Linked DNA regions of Sus scrofa: region 1 is linked to region 2. A link is a contact called in public Hi-C data. All regions are on one chromosome and are shown on one strand. Each heading gives the region's core, a stretch centred on a gene start, on an enhancer-like site or on the middle of the called end of the contact. The rest is flanking DNA. Distances are from core to core; before and after follow the strand shown. Region 1 holds the start of PDE8B (high affinity cAMP-specific and IBMX-insensitive 3',5'-cyclic phosphodiesterase 8B). Region 2 holds the start of ZBED3 (zinc finger BED domain-containing protein 3).

Region 1 (7,243 bases), core at 2,223-4,722, 49 kb before region 2:
TGGTTCCTAGTCGGATTCGTTAACCACTGCGCCACGACGGGAACTCTGGCAGTTGAACATTTGATCACTGCTTGAGTGCTTCCTGGGACAGGAGGCTGCTGGCTTCTCAGGGAATGCCAGTTGTATAACAGTCCCCAGACCTCAGTGTTCATTTATTGCTCATGTCCCATTCAATGTGGTCAACACATAGGGTGCTCTCTCCTACTCCATGCCCTGTGGATCCCTGTGCCATTTATCTGGTGGGCCTGCTATCTCCCAGGACCTTCCCAGAATCCTCTACTGGGTTCTCTGCTTTCAGCCAGCCAAGAAAGAGAGAGAGATTGAGAAAATATCAGGTGCATCACACGTTTCCATTTGCCAGAACCCTGGCATACAGTCTCAATCTAATCGTAAAGGAAGCTGGCACATGAAATGCTCCCCTGCGTCCAGGAAGAGAAAACAGCATTGGTGAACACCTAATCTCCACCATGCTCTGCATTCATATAAATACAAGTCTGCAGACTGAGAATGTCTGCCTGTTGGCCCCAGGCTCGCCCTTCAGAGTAACATGCACAGGACGGCAGGAAGACACAAGCTCAGGTGCAAGTAGGTTTGGATTTGAATCTCAGTTCAAATACTTGCTAGCTTCGGACCTCGGGCAAATTCCTTAAACTCTCAGAGCCTCTCATTTGAAAGATAGAGATGGTAATTACCTCCCTGGGTGGTAATAAGGAGGGAATAAGAATATATGTGTTGGCACACTGCGTAAAATCTGATACGATGAGCATCTAGAAAGTGCTCAATTAATGTTGGTGGCTCTCCTGGTCCTCTCCCACATGAGAGTTTTCCAGGTTTTTTTGTTTGTTTGTGTTGTCTTTTTGTCTTTTTAGGGCCACACCCACAGCATATGGAGGTTCCCAGGCTAGGGGTCGAATCGGAGCTGTAGCTGCCTGCCTACATCACAGCCACAGCAACGCCAGATCCGAGCTGTGTCTGCGACCTAAGCCACAGCTCACGGCAATGCCAGATCCTTAACCCACTGAACAAGGCCAGGGATCAAACCTGCAACCTCATGGTTTCTATGGGATTCGTTTCCGCTACATCACGACGGGAACTCCTCCAGGTATTTTTAAATGACTATAATTATTTCTGTAAGTTTTCTCTTCTAGTTTCCTCGGCTATTTTCATTGTTTTTACATGATGTCATTGCCAGCTCCCTCACTCTCCTGATGGCTGTTCCATGTTCCCAGTTTGTCAAGGGACCAAATATAATGCCTGTTAGGTTTCTCTGGAAATAGACCCTGAGGTAGGATTTGGATGCAGATAAGTGGGGCGGGGGGTAAGTTACCTTAGGAAACAGAAGCGAGGGAAAGAGAGAAAAATCCACAAACGAGTAGGTTACAGCTGTGGTTCAATTGGGTTCAATCCTGTAGGGGGCTCTGAGGAACCATGTAGAAGGCACCTTAGAATAGTCCCACATTCCATGTCCTGTAGAATGGGAAGGCTGGGCCATTTATCAATGAAATCCTGTTGTCACTGGTTTAGCACTGCCTCCAACCCAGGGATATTAACTGCCACGATGAACTTTTGAAAGAGCAAATTAGGCCTGTGATTTTAAGGTGAAATGGATAGGAGAATTGCTCCCACTTTGTTAAGAGTTTGGAAATATTTAAGACTCTATAAGTCTCTATGCTGTTCTATTTTGGTACCTGTATAAGACATTTGGAGCTGACCCACCTTGGTGCTGATCTGTTGACTCATCTCCTTGGTGAGAAGCAGCATCTGGGCTTGGAAATGGTCTACTTCCTTGGATGTGCTTTCAGTTTTTCCGATTCCTGTGTGAAGCGTGTGGGTTTAGCTCCACGATGAAGGACTCCAGCTACTGTAGGACATCCCTGTCTGCAAGTTCAAAGACAACAAGAACAAATATGAGTTTCAGTCTGTCTTTGGGGGGGTCCTGGCTCATGTTCATGCGATCTAGTCTGCTCATGATCTTTCTTCCTGCTTACCTGTCTATGGACTTCAAAGGTTTGACGGGGGTCAGATCTGCTTCCAAGTTCACACCGCTTATTGGAGCATTCAGTTTCTCAGAGGTTGTCAGACTTGACCTTATTTTCTTGCTGACTACCAGCTGGAGGCTGCCTTCGGCTCCTTGCTGTGTATGATAGGTAGCTCATGACAAAGCAACGTGCTCTTTCAAAGCCAGCAGTGGAGAGGGGGTCTCCTAGCAAGATAAACTGCAATCTTAGACGAATTGCAATCTTATGTAAGATAAGCATGTACACATAACCCACATATCCAATTGCCTTTGCCAAATTCTACTAGTTAGAAGCATTGCACAGGTGCCATTCACACTCACAAGGAGATCACACAAGTGTGGAAACCAGGAGGTGGGGAATGTAAGGGCTACCCTAGAGTCTGTCCATCCCAGTGTACCCTCTGGTCCCCAATGATCTGTGCCTTTCCCACATGAAAAAGATGTTTACTCCCTCCCAACTTCCCCAAGAATCTCATACCATGATAGTCTCTGCTCAAAGCCTAGAATCTCATCATCTAAATCAGGTCCAGGTATGGATGAGGCTCCTTGCGTACAGTTACTCTTAGTCTACAAAACTAGACAAGCTGTCTGACTCCTAACCGTTCAATACACAATAGAGGAACAGGTATAATAAAATACTTATAGACATTCTATTTAAAAGGGAAGAGGGTACATGGAAGGTAAAAAGGAGTTCTCAATCCAAAGAATTTCTGAAATCCTTGCAAACTCTTACCAGAGTTCCTTGATTAGAGTCCAAGGCCTGGGAATCATCCACAATAGCTCTCGATTTGGCCCTCTGAGTCATGCCATCTTTTTCATGAAAGGTAGCACACTTGCAGCTGAGTACTTCATCATCCTGCTTCTTGACAGTAGAATTTTGGAGCTCTAGCCTCCCTTCATTTGTCCTCATTCTGCTTCTTTCAGTTTAAGGTGGCAGTGCTTTTGCTGAAATAAATTTCTTAAATACTTTGTGGGTCTCCTGTCAATTTCCCTTACACGGAAGCCACATCCACCATTCTTTTTGAGACAGGTGCACCTTTACCTAGGGTAAAGACATTGAGATGGTTAAAGGGCAAGTCAGACTTCCAAAAAGCCTTATTGTTTGCGATGTTGTAGGAGGCATACTTTTAATCTCTAGAGAGGGCCCAACAGTTGTGTGTCTGAATACCTTTCTGATCCTCTGATTTTCCTGAGGTTTTAACACAACCTTGGAGAATTACCACTCGGCTTTTTTTTTTCCCCCCCTAGGCCAGGGCTTATCTCTATGCCACATGCTTGAAAGTCATTTCTTACTTTTAACACTTTTTGCCCATTGGAGAGACTGTGAGAATTTTCAAAATCATCAAGTCCTGGTTCCTTTTTAACTGTTCTTTCCTCGATGTATCAATTCTCCTCTTGCATTTTACTCTATGTGGCAAGAAACTGGGGGTGCCTTCAACACTTGGCTTGGAAATCTTAGCTAGATAAACAAGTTCATCACTTTCTTGTTCTGCTTCATGCATTACTGCAGGAGATAATTTTGCTAAGCTTTCTGTTACTACCCAACAAAGACCCCTCTTCCTCCAGTTTCCAGTACCACATTTCTCACTTCCTTTCGAGCCCTCACTGGCAGCACCTTCCAAGTTTGAATGTTTACTAACAGTCTGTTAGAGGCAACTTCGGCATTCTCTATCAGGCTTCTCAAAATTCTTCTGGTCTCTAGCAGTTCCAAAATCAACCCCACTGTTTTAGGTATTTGTTACCTCAGCACTCCATTTTCAGGCAACAAAATATTATCTTGTGTTTATATAGGTTTAATTGATTAGATCCACTAAAACTTAATTTTTTTATTTATAATGATTTTTATTTTTCCATTATAGCTGGTTTACAGTGTTCTGTCAATTTTCTACTGTACAGTAAGGTGACCCAGTTACACATACATGTACACATTCTTTTTTTCCCACATTATCATGCTCCATCATAAGTGACTAGACATAGTTCCCAGTGTTATACAGCAGGATGTCACTGCTTATCCATTCTAAAGGCAATAGTTTGCATCTATTAGCCCCAAATTCCCAGTCCATCCCACACCCTCCCCCTCCCCCTTGGCAACCACAATCTGTTCTCCATGTCCATGATTTTCTTTTCTGAGATCCACCAAAACTTTAAATACATGGAAAGGTTTTATATGTTTGTAAGAAATTTCAAAACGCAATACTTCCAACCTGAGCTACTCAGAGATGCTGTTTTTTGCTTTTGAGTTTCACAAAATTATTATATCATCAGGAGATAAGGAAATATGTATTTTTAAAGACACTCTGTCCTCAGAAGAAGACTACTCACAAGAGAAAGCATAGTGATAAAGAAGAAACAGATTTAAATATATAAATAATTTGTAACTGTTCAAGTTTAAATAGTGCTATAATCCCTATGAGGATTCATATCTATGTTTCTGCTTTTAAAGGCACCTGTTAGCATGTAAAAGATTCAGATATAGGATACTCATGATTTTAGAAGAATTCATTAGTTTGTAAGTTAATGTTTAAATGTCTGGAAAATGTTATATTTGTTAAATTCATATGTTTTAATATTTTTTTTTTTAGGTCTGCACTCACAACATATGGAAGTTCCCAGGCTAGGGGCTGAATTGGAGCTGCAGATGCCAGCCTATGCCACAGCCACAGCAGCACAGGATCCAAGCTGTGTCTGCAACCTACACCACAGCTCACTGCAACGCAGGATCCTTAACCCACTGAGCAGGGACAGGGACTGAACCTGCATCCTTATAGATACAAGGCAGGTTCACTACCACTAAGCCAAAACAGGAACTCCAAATTTTAATTTTTTAAATAAGTCTAAAGTGATTGGATTTTTAGAGGAACACTATTTATACAATTAACAAACCCAGCATTAAAGTACAAATAGTAATGATCATGCCTCTCAATGTACATACAGAGACCCCCTCAGACACTGATGAATTTAATCAGATGTAAGCATTCTAGAAAGCTTCATGAAGGAGACATCTAAAGCAGCAGAATTAAGGAGACAAGAGCCTGACTGGGTGGTATCAGTTGCTATTTGAAGGAAGAGCCTGGAGGTCGTCTCTACAATGCTGCTGTCCTGACTCCCTCTAGTGGTTCAGACTGTGAAGCCCACCTTTCGTGAGCACCAGGAGAAAAATGCTTACTGCTAGGTCATCTTGCTCTCCAGGAAGTTTCTTTTTAGAGATACTTAAAAAAAAAAAAAAAAAAAGTCCAGAAATTCTCCCGTTAATGTTGTTCTTGTGAGATACTCATTCAGTCTTTGCACAAATACTTTCTGTATCACTAGGCATCTCAATCTGCTTTGAGTATTTCCAATTATAAAATGCTCCCCTGTCAGTTGCATCACAAGGGTTTAATCTTCAAAATACACAAACAACTCATACAATTCAACAGCAAAAAAAAAAAAAATTTAAAATGGGCAGAAGACCTAAACAGACATTTCTCCAAAGAACACATACAGATGGCCAACAGGCATGTGAAAAAATGCTTAACATCACTAATTATTAGAGAAATGCAACTCACAACTACGATGAGGTACCACTTCACACTGGTCAGAATGGCCATCATTAGTAAGTCTACAAATAACAAATGCTGGAGAGGGTGTGGAGAAAAGGGAACCCTTCCACACTGTTGGTGGGAATGTAAACTGGTACAACTACTACGGAAAACAGTACGGAGGCACCTCAGAAAACTAAATATGGAGCTACAATATGAACCAGCAATCCCACTCCCGGGCATATATCCAGACAAAACTTTCATTGAAAAAGATACATGCACCCCTGTGTTCACTGCAGCACTATTCACAATGGCCAACACATGGAGACAACCTAAATGTTCACTGACAGATGAATGGATTAAGAAGATGTGGTAGGAGTTCCCGTCGTGGCGCAGTGGTTGACGAATCCGACTAGGAACCATGAAGTTGCGGGTTCGGTCCCTGCCCTTGCTCAGTGGGTTAACGATCTGGCATTGCCGTGAGCTGTGGTGTAGGTTGCAGACGCGGCTCAGATCCGGCGTTGTTGTGGCTCTGGCGTAGGCTGGTGGCTACAGCTCCGGTTATACCCCTAGCCTGGGAGCCTCCATGTGCCACGGGAGCAGCCCAAGAAATAGCAAAAAGACAAAAAAAAAAAAAAAAAAAAAAAAAAGAAGATGCGGTATATATACACAATGGAATACTACTCAGCCATTACAAAGAACAAAATAATGCCACCTGCAGCAACATGGATGGAACTAGAGACTCTCATACTACATGAAGTAAGTCAGAAAGAGAAAGACAAATACCATATGATATCACTTGTATCTGGAATCTGTTATATGGCACAAGTGAACCTATCTACAGAAAAGAAACAAACTCATAGACATGGAGAACAGACTTTTGGTTGCCAAGAGGGAGGGGGAGAATGGGATGGACTACTGCATTTGAAGTGGATAAGCAATGAGATCCTGCTGTATAGCACAGGAAACTATACCCAATCACCTGTGATGGAACACGATGGAGGATGATGTGAGAAAAAGAATATATATATATATTATGGGCCACTTTGCTGTACAGAATATATATATATATTCAAAAAGAATATATATATATATATATATGACTGGGCCACTTTGCTGTACAGCAGAAATTGACAGAACATTGTAAATCAACTATTTAAAAAAAGTGGAAAAAAAAGGCAACTGAAGAAAATGCTCCTTATTTTCAGCTGACACTCTGTCCCTGCCTCCTGTGCCCCCCTGGCTCTGTGTTGGCCCTCTGGAGCGGCATGGCACAATCCTAATCTCTCTCTCACACCTGGCAGCATTTCAAATATCTGAAAATGGCTCCTTGTCCTCCGCCCACGCCCCAGCTTATCTTCTCCAGGCCTCCTTCAACTGCTCCTCATTGGGCCCAGTTTCTACTTTCTGTCCCAGATACTCTCTTCTGAACCATCTCTGGTCTGTCTCTGAAAACACACTAATGGAAAGAATGGCCTCCACCCCCTGAGTGGTGGGCCACCTGGCCCAGGGTGCGGAGAGGCTGGCATGCCCTCCCACCGTGCATACACACAAACGCCAGTGCCCGGCTCCTTGCAGCCCGGAGCAGCCTTGTCAACCAGTGGATGGATGGAACCCTGGGACTTCCCGCATCTGGATTTCCCACTGGCTTTACTTTTTCCCCTCTTAGTAGCGCTGAAGCATTTTCTATTTGGATGGAACTCACTGG
Region 2 (6,340 bases), core at 1,301-3,800:
CCCACTGCTCTCAGCCCCACTCAAAGAATAATTCTGAGAAAGCCCCTACAGCTAAAACACGTTCTCAGACAGCTTTTCACCCCCACACTCCCCATTCCTGCAACTCTGTTTGATTGGCGGGGGTGGGGGGGGCGACTTTTATTCCCCCCACTTTCTCTCTTGTCCTTTTCCCTCCCTCCTTCCCCCCTTCCTGCCTTCTTTCCTTCAGACACTGCCAAAGGTGCATATAGTTAAGGAAAAAACGAAGTAATACAGGGAATCAGGACAAAAGAAAAATATAAGTAGGAAATAAAATATAAGTAGGAAAAGCTGACTATGTGGAACAGGTTGGTATGTGCTACGAGTTAAACTGTGCCTCCCCGCCCCCCAGAAAAGATATGTTGAAGTCCTAACCCAGGCCACCTCTGAATGTGCCCTTACTTGGAAGGAGGGTTTTTGCAGAAGTAATTGAGTTACGATGAGCTCCATCCTGATGTCCATCTAAGAGGGAAAATCAGACAGACACACACATGGAGAATGTCGCAGGACAACAAAGGCAGACATTGGAGCAAGTATGACTATAAACCAAGGATTACTGGCCACCACCAGAGGTAGGAAAAGGCAAGGAAGGATTCTTCCCTATGGGTTTCAGAGGGAGACAGCCCTGCTGGCACTTTGATTTCAGACTTGTAACCTCTCTCTGTGAGAGAATAAACTTTGGTTGTTTGAAACCACTTACTTAGTGGTACCCTGTCACAGCAGTCCTAGGAAACTAACGGAGTAGGCATCCTGTATTTGATTCAGCCTTCCTGGCAGCTAAAACCAGGAAACAGTGCATTGCATGAAACAGTGCCCACAGGATTCGAAAGTTCCATTTGTTAATAGGATGCAGAGCTTTTCATGACATGAGAGATCAAAGGAAGGTCTTCTCTCTGGGTCCTACAGAAAAAACACTGGGATATAGTGGACAACTGTAGTCAATGGCACTATGACACTGGACCTGAGAATGAATTTTATGCAGCTATGCCCTAGAGTCCCTCACTGAAGGCAGACGGCATAACCCCAAGGGAAAGCACATTAAAAGCACTAAGAAGAACAAGAAGGGAAAGAAGAGACATTACTACCAAGCTTACAGAAATAAAAAAAACGAATACTAAAAAAAAAAAATTTTTTTAAGTGGAGCACTATGCAAAACTGTACATCAACACATTGGATGACTTGGATAAAACAGACAAATTCCTAAAAAGATACAATCTGCCAAACTGTTTCAAGCAGGAACAGGGCAATCTGAATAGATCTATAACCAATGAAGACACTGCATTAGTAATCTGAAAAACTACCCATTAAAAAACAAAACAAAACTATAACCAATGAAGAGTTTGCATTAGTGAAAAACTAATGTTTTTCACAAAGTAATGTGAAAAACTATCCATAAAAAAAAAAAAATCTCAGGCCAAATTCCTTCCTTGTTGAATTCCACCAAGCCTTTAAAGGAGAATTAATACCAGTTATTCACAAACTCTCCCAAAAAAGAGAAGAGGAAGGAATACTCCCAACTCATTTTACAAGGCTATATTACTCTGAGGGCCAACCAGACAAAAACAACCCAGAAAAAGAAAACTACAGCCTCAAAGCACATACAGGAAGGACGTACCAAAAGAGAGTGATTCAAGTACACTGCTCTATAATTTCATGTCTTTAAGGCAATCCCCAAATAATTTTCTCAAACTGGGTTTTTGCCAAGGAGTAGACAGCAGATTTCAAGGCTAGATTCTTCTGGCAAGAATCTGAAGAGAAAACATCCTGCATTATCAGCTAAATACAGGTCCTTATACTTTGTCAACTTCCAGGGCTGGGGACAGAAATGAGATCCTCTTATTTATTTATTGTTAAATTCATGATTACAAGGGAACTGCTACTACCAAAACAAGGACTGAAGTGTGTTTTTCTTGCTGAAATTTGAACAACAAATGTGGGCCGAAGAAGAAGAGTTATAAGATATTTTAGGATATTTTCTAATTTGATTTAAATTTTAATTTAAAACTACAAGAAAGAGATTTCAGATTATAAAAAAAAGTTCAAGCATTGAATTAAACAGAGAAGAGACAGCATCTTTTTCTCTGGACTTGAAAAATAAATCCAAAACACATCTTGTGAGCATAATGAACATAATTCCAGGCGTCCAATACCCTTTTTAGGTTAAATGCTGCTACTTTTAAGAAGATGTGGCTGTTTTCAGTTTAGTTTAGCACTTGAAGGTTTCCTCTTATAACATTTTTCACTTTCTTCCTGGAGGTGCATTGGTCTTACTGTCTCACTGGAGTGCAATTTTCTTGAGGGCAGGCATGGCCTCGAATTAAGACTCTTACTCATGTTAAGGATAGTGCTTTGCCCACAAGCAGCACTAACTAGAACTAATGAAAACAATATATGTCTCATTACATGGTCAGTTTAAGGTCAAATGGATTAAGGTACTCAAAGTGATTAAAGACTCTTGCTAAAAGAACTGTCAGGTTCAATAAACTTTAAAACTCTGTTTATGAATTAAACCAAGAATAAGAGGTAGCTTTAATCTGATTCATTTACACTAGGTAATTTTCTTTTCATCAGATGTCCACAGCTGTAAGTATGGACATCTTTTGGGAGAGAAGAAAAGTAATAACCAATAATAGTTACTCTTCATACTTTCCTTTTTAAAAAGGGATTACACAGGCTCTGCCTGTTGTCATTTGACTGGCGAGGCTTCCTTCTAAGAGGAATAGACTTTCTGGCCTCGAAGACCGCTCTGTCATGGGACTTGCTCTGGTCAACAGAACCTGAGCAGAATTGAGGCATGCAGAATGAGGGCTGGTTTCAGTTTTAAGAGAAGCATATGCCAGTGGTTTATAAGAGCTGATTGTTACATTTCCGGAAACTTGGCAAGCCACTTGTTAAACTCTAAGTAGCTTGAAATTCTCCAGGGTGAGAGTATGTACATCATAGAAACGGCAAACACTACAAAACAGGACTCCTCTTCCCTCAAAAATGCTTGCAGCATACGACGAGGGAGTGTCCCTAAAAAGTTGATCTTGCAAGCTGCAGCTTGAAATCCAGGACAGCGGGTGAGTGGAGCCAAAGCTGCCTGCAGCTGTAAGATGTAATTTGCTTGAGAAATGAACCTTTGCTTTTAGAAATCACTGAGTTGTGCGGGTTGTTTGTTACCTCAGCATAACCCTTCAAAAGCTGGCTGATACACCATGCCAGTGTTGCTAAGTTTTAGTGAACACCAATGAACCCTACCTTTATCTCTCCAGACCTTGGTTCAGGAGATTTCTCCTAACTTGTGCCATCACACACCTTGAACCTGAAAGGATGCAAACTACACTCAGAGACTCAAGCCTGGGAATCTGGGTCTTGCAAGGTTAACAGAAAGATATAAAACAGTAATTCCATTAAAAAAAAATCACTAAGCTACTGCGTCATTTTTAAACCTTGGCAAACACAAGGCTGTGGCTTGTGGACCTGGATCGTTTGGGAGTGAGTGCCAGCCCTTTCAAGGGCAGGTCACATGTTACCGGCCCTCCTTCCCACCCCAGAAGCAGGAATGGAGCGCTGTGTCTTTAAGGGGGACACGGCGGAGGTTTCCGCACAGGACAAAATGTCTGCGAGGATCCTGGAGGGGATCGGCGATCCCAGACTCCCAGCCCACCTCCCGCTTCGGGGGTGATGGGGTGAGTGTGGGCTGCGAGAGACTCGAGGCGGCACGTGCCCACGGGGAGGCTGGGGGCTCCCGGAGGCCAGGTCGGGGTCGCGGCGGGATGGGGGCGGGAGGCTTCTCCGGGTCTGGGGGCAGCAAAGTAAGCCTGGGCTCGGGGGCCGCAGAAGCACGGGCTTGCTCGTGCACCGGGTGCCGGGGTGCCCTCCGCGGTGGCCAGATGGTGGTTCTTGTAGAAGATGCACTTGGACCCAGGTTTCAGGCCCCGTTCAGGTTCTTTCTGCATCTCGTTTTTTTCTCCTTCTCCACAGTCTCCCCGCAAAAAAGTTATTCAGGAATATCGAAAAGCGTGTGCTCGCCCTTTATTAAAGTTGCCTCATTGCAGCTAGTCCTTTTAACTGGGCCAGTGGTTGGGTGCCCTTTCTCTAATTGATACGTTCTTAATGTTTCCCACTTTAGGGAGAAACCAAATGCAAGCCAAATGCTCAAACAAAGACCCCTACTCCACCCTCAACCCACAGTGCTCAAACAAAGGACTGTCTGATCCTTTTGGAACACACTGGAGCAGTTTGCTATCATCTCTTACACTAACCAAAGGTCCCAAGTTTACCAAAGTTATTTTCCCCTCCTTGAAAGAAAGGAGGTTCTATGGGGAACCTCTAATCAAACTACAAAGATAGAGTGAGTGTTCAAGAGAAACTGTTGTAGAAATAGCTTAATAAATTGACATAATTAATCATTTTCTACACTTTTCATTAATGTAATTATATATTCTTTTGGGTCAAAAATAACTTGAGGCAACTAACAATAAAACATATACAGGAATACATGACAAAGCCAAGAGCCAAAACCAGGTAATTCCTTTTTTTTTTTTTTTTTTTTGTCTTTTTAGGGCCGCACCCCCAGCATATGGAGGTTCCCAGGCTAGGGGTCCAACCGGAGCTGTAGGTACTGGCCTACACCGCAGCCACAGCAATAGCAATGCCAAATCCAAGCTGCATCTGCGAACTACGCCACATTTCACCGGCAACGCCAGAGCCTCAACCCACTGACCAAGGCCAGGAATTGAACATGCGTCCTCATGGGTGCTAGTCAGATTCATTTCCACTGAGCCACAAGGGGAACTCCCCAAACCAGGTAATCCTTAATTAAAAAATCTTTGTGTTACAAAGGCCTTCAAAGTAGGGCAGCTTTAAATCTGATTCATTAATATGAATTCTATGCATTTTATAAGATTAAAATGGATCAACACCCTCCATTTTAGGAACATCTATACTAAATAAAGTAATGTAGGCCTGAAATAAAGGTCCAATGTAGGGCAGAATGCTTGCTTCACAATTTTCATTTTAAAAAATGCATTAACAGAAAGTATTTTTCAGCCTTTTAGTTAATGGTAGATATATCTAAAAATTTGGCCTATGACATTTACGGAACATCTCTGACTACCAGATAATTAGCTATGGGTCCAGTACATTTTTTATATCCGTATGTAACATTTTCCCACACTTGTTCACACTAAACGCTTTATCCCCTAACTGAGGTATCCATACTTTACAGTTTGGGAGCATTTGTACTTCATCTAAGGCTTCAGCCTGGTTAGCCTGGTGATTCCAGGCTAATTTTTCTAATTGTCTGGATCTGTCTATAAATAGATTAATACAAAGCAGTAAATTAGTATTTCAATAGAGATAGACACATAACGGATGAACTGTGGTTTCCTTAAGACCTCAGTTGTCAAAGCTAATTATTTGTTTTAATTATTATATTGTTTTGATTAAAGTTACTAGTGGATAAAAATATTTTTAGAGCTTTTCACACAAGTCTGCGTGGATTTCGCTTTAGAATGCATTTCTCACCTAAGATCCAGCCAGGCTCTACCTACCTGTATTTATGTTTATGACTCTGCTGGATTAATCCAAAATAAAGTGAGTAGCCTTGGCTGTGGAAGGCCAAATAGAGTTTTAGTTCATCTGTTATTTTCTCTTAATTACACTGCCTCGTTCTTTGGCCTTTGGCCTGCCTGATGTTTAGTGTGTGTACCAGGCTAAGTGTAAAATAATAAAATTAACTTTTGTAGATGGTTTCCATTGAGTGTATACACCCAACTTTACACGGATTATCCATCCAGGTTCTGATCTCTTCCTTTATTCTCTATATTGGTATTCAGGGAGACCATACCGAGCAATCTGGGCCTTAATGTTATTAGAAGAATAAAACTTCTTCAGAGAACTTCAAATGCGGAGGGAATTAATGGGAATGTCTTATCTTCCACCAGCTTAGACTTCCTATCATACCTTCCAGATAACGGCTATTAGAGCAAAACTCACCCTAGGAGAATTCAGAGGCCTCGGACCATCAATAGCCCTCTCTCCCCTTCCATGAAATAACTCTACTCTTTTTCCCCCAGCTTTTCCCCCTACAATTGGACTCCAGAAAGTTCCACTGTTAAATTAATTTCATGCTAGCAGTACTCTTATTTAGCCTCAAGAAATGTTATTTAAAATATGAGCTTGGAAGCCTAGTTTTACAACCAGAGAACTGGAACCTTCTTTATCAGAGTCAGCACTACTGGGGACGTGGTTTAGTGAATTCTGTACCCTGAGCAAAGTGGGGGAGGGAAAGGATGCTTAAGCAGGTGTGTCTTAAGCCCACCCCTCCCCTTCCTCT

What was found. A called contact is a pair of places that touch in the nucleus more often than the background predicts.
Region 1: a contact with region 2 is called in a Hi-C map of fetal liver, with 1.7 times the contacts expected there. The contact joins the promoter of PDE8B here to the promoter of ZBED3 in region 2. A contact is called at or near these places in 2 of 5 promoter capture datasets (fetal liver and liver) and 6 of 47 Hi-C or Micro-C datasets (fetal liver, liver and skeletal muscle).

The regions. Positions count from the first base shown.
Region 1 is chr2:86,003,419-86,010,661 of Sscrofa11.1, reverse strand. It overlaps PDE8B (high affinity cAMP-specific and IBMX-insensitive 3',5'-cyclic phosphodiesterase 8B), which reads right to left and starts at 3,472. Exons shown (of 24, transcript XM_021084468.1): 1 at 2,751-3,472; 2 at 1,989-2,203; 3 at 1,717-1,878. The coding sequence starts at 1,761.
Region 2 is chr2:85,954,662-85,961,001 of Sscrofa11.1, reverse strand. It overlaps ZBED3 (zinc finger BED domain-containing protein 3), which reads left to right and starts at 2,550. Exons shown (of 2, transcript XM_021084473.1): 1 at 2,550-3,689. The coding sequence starts at 3,685.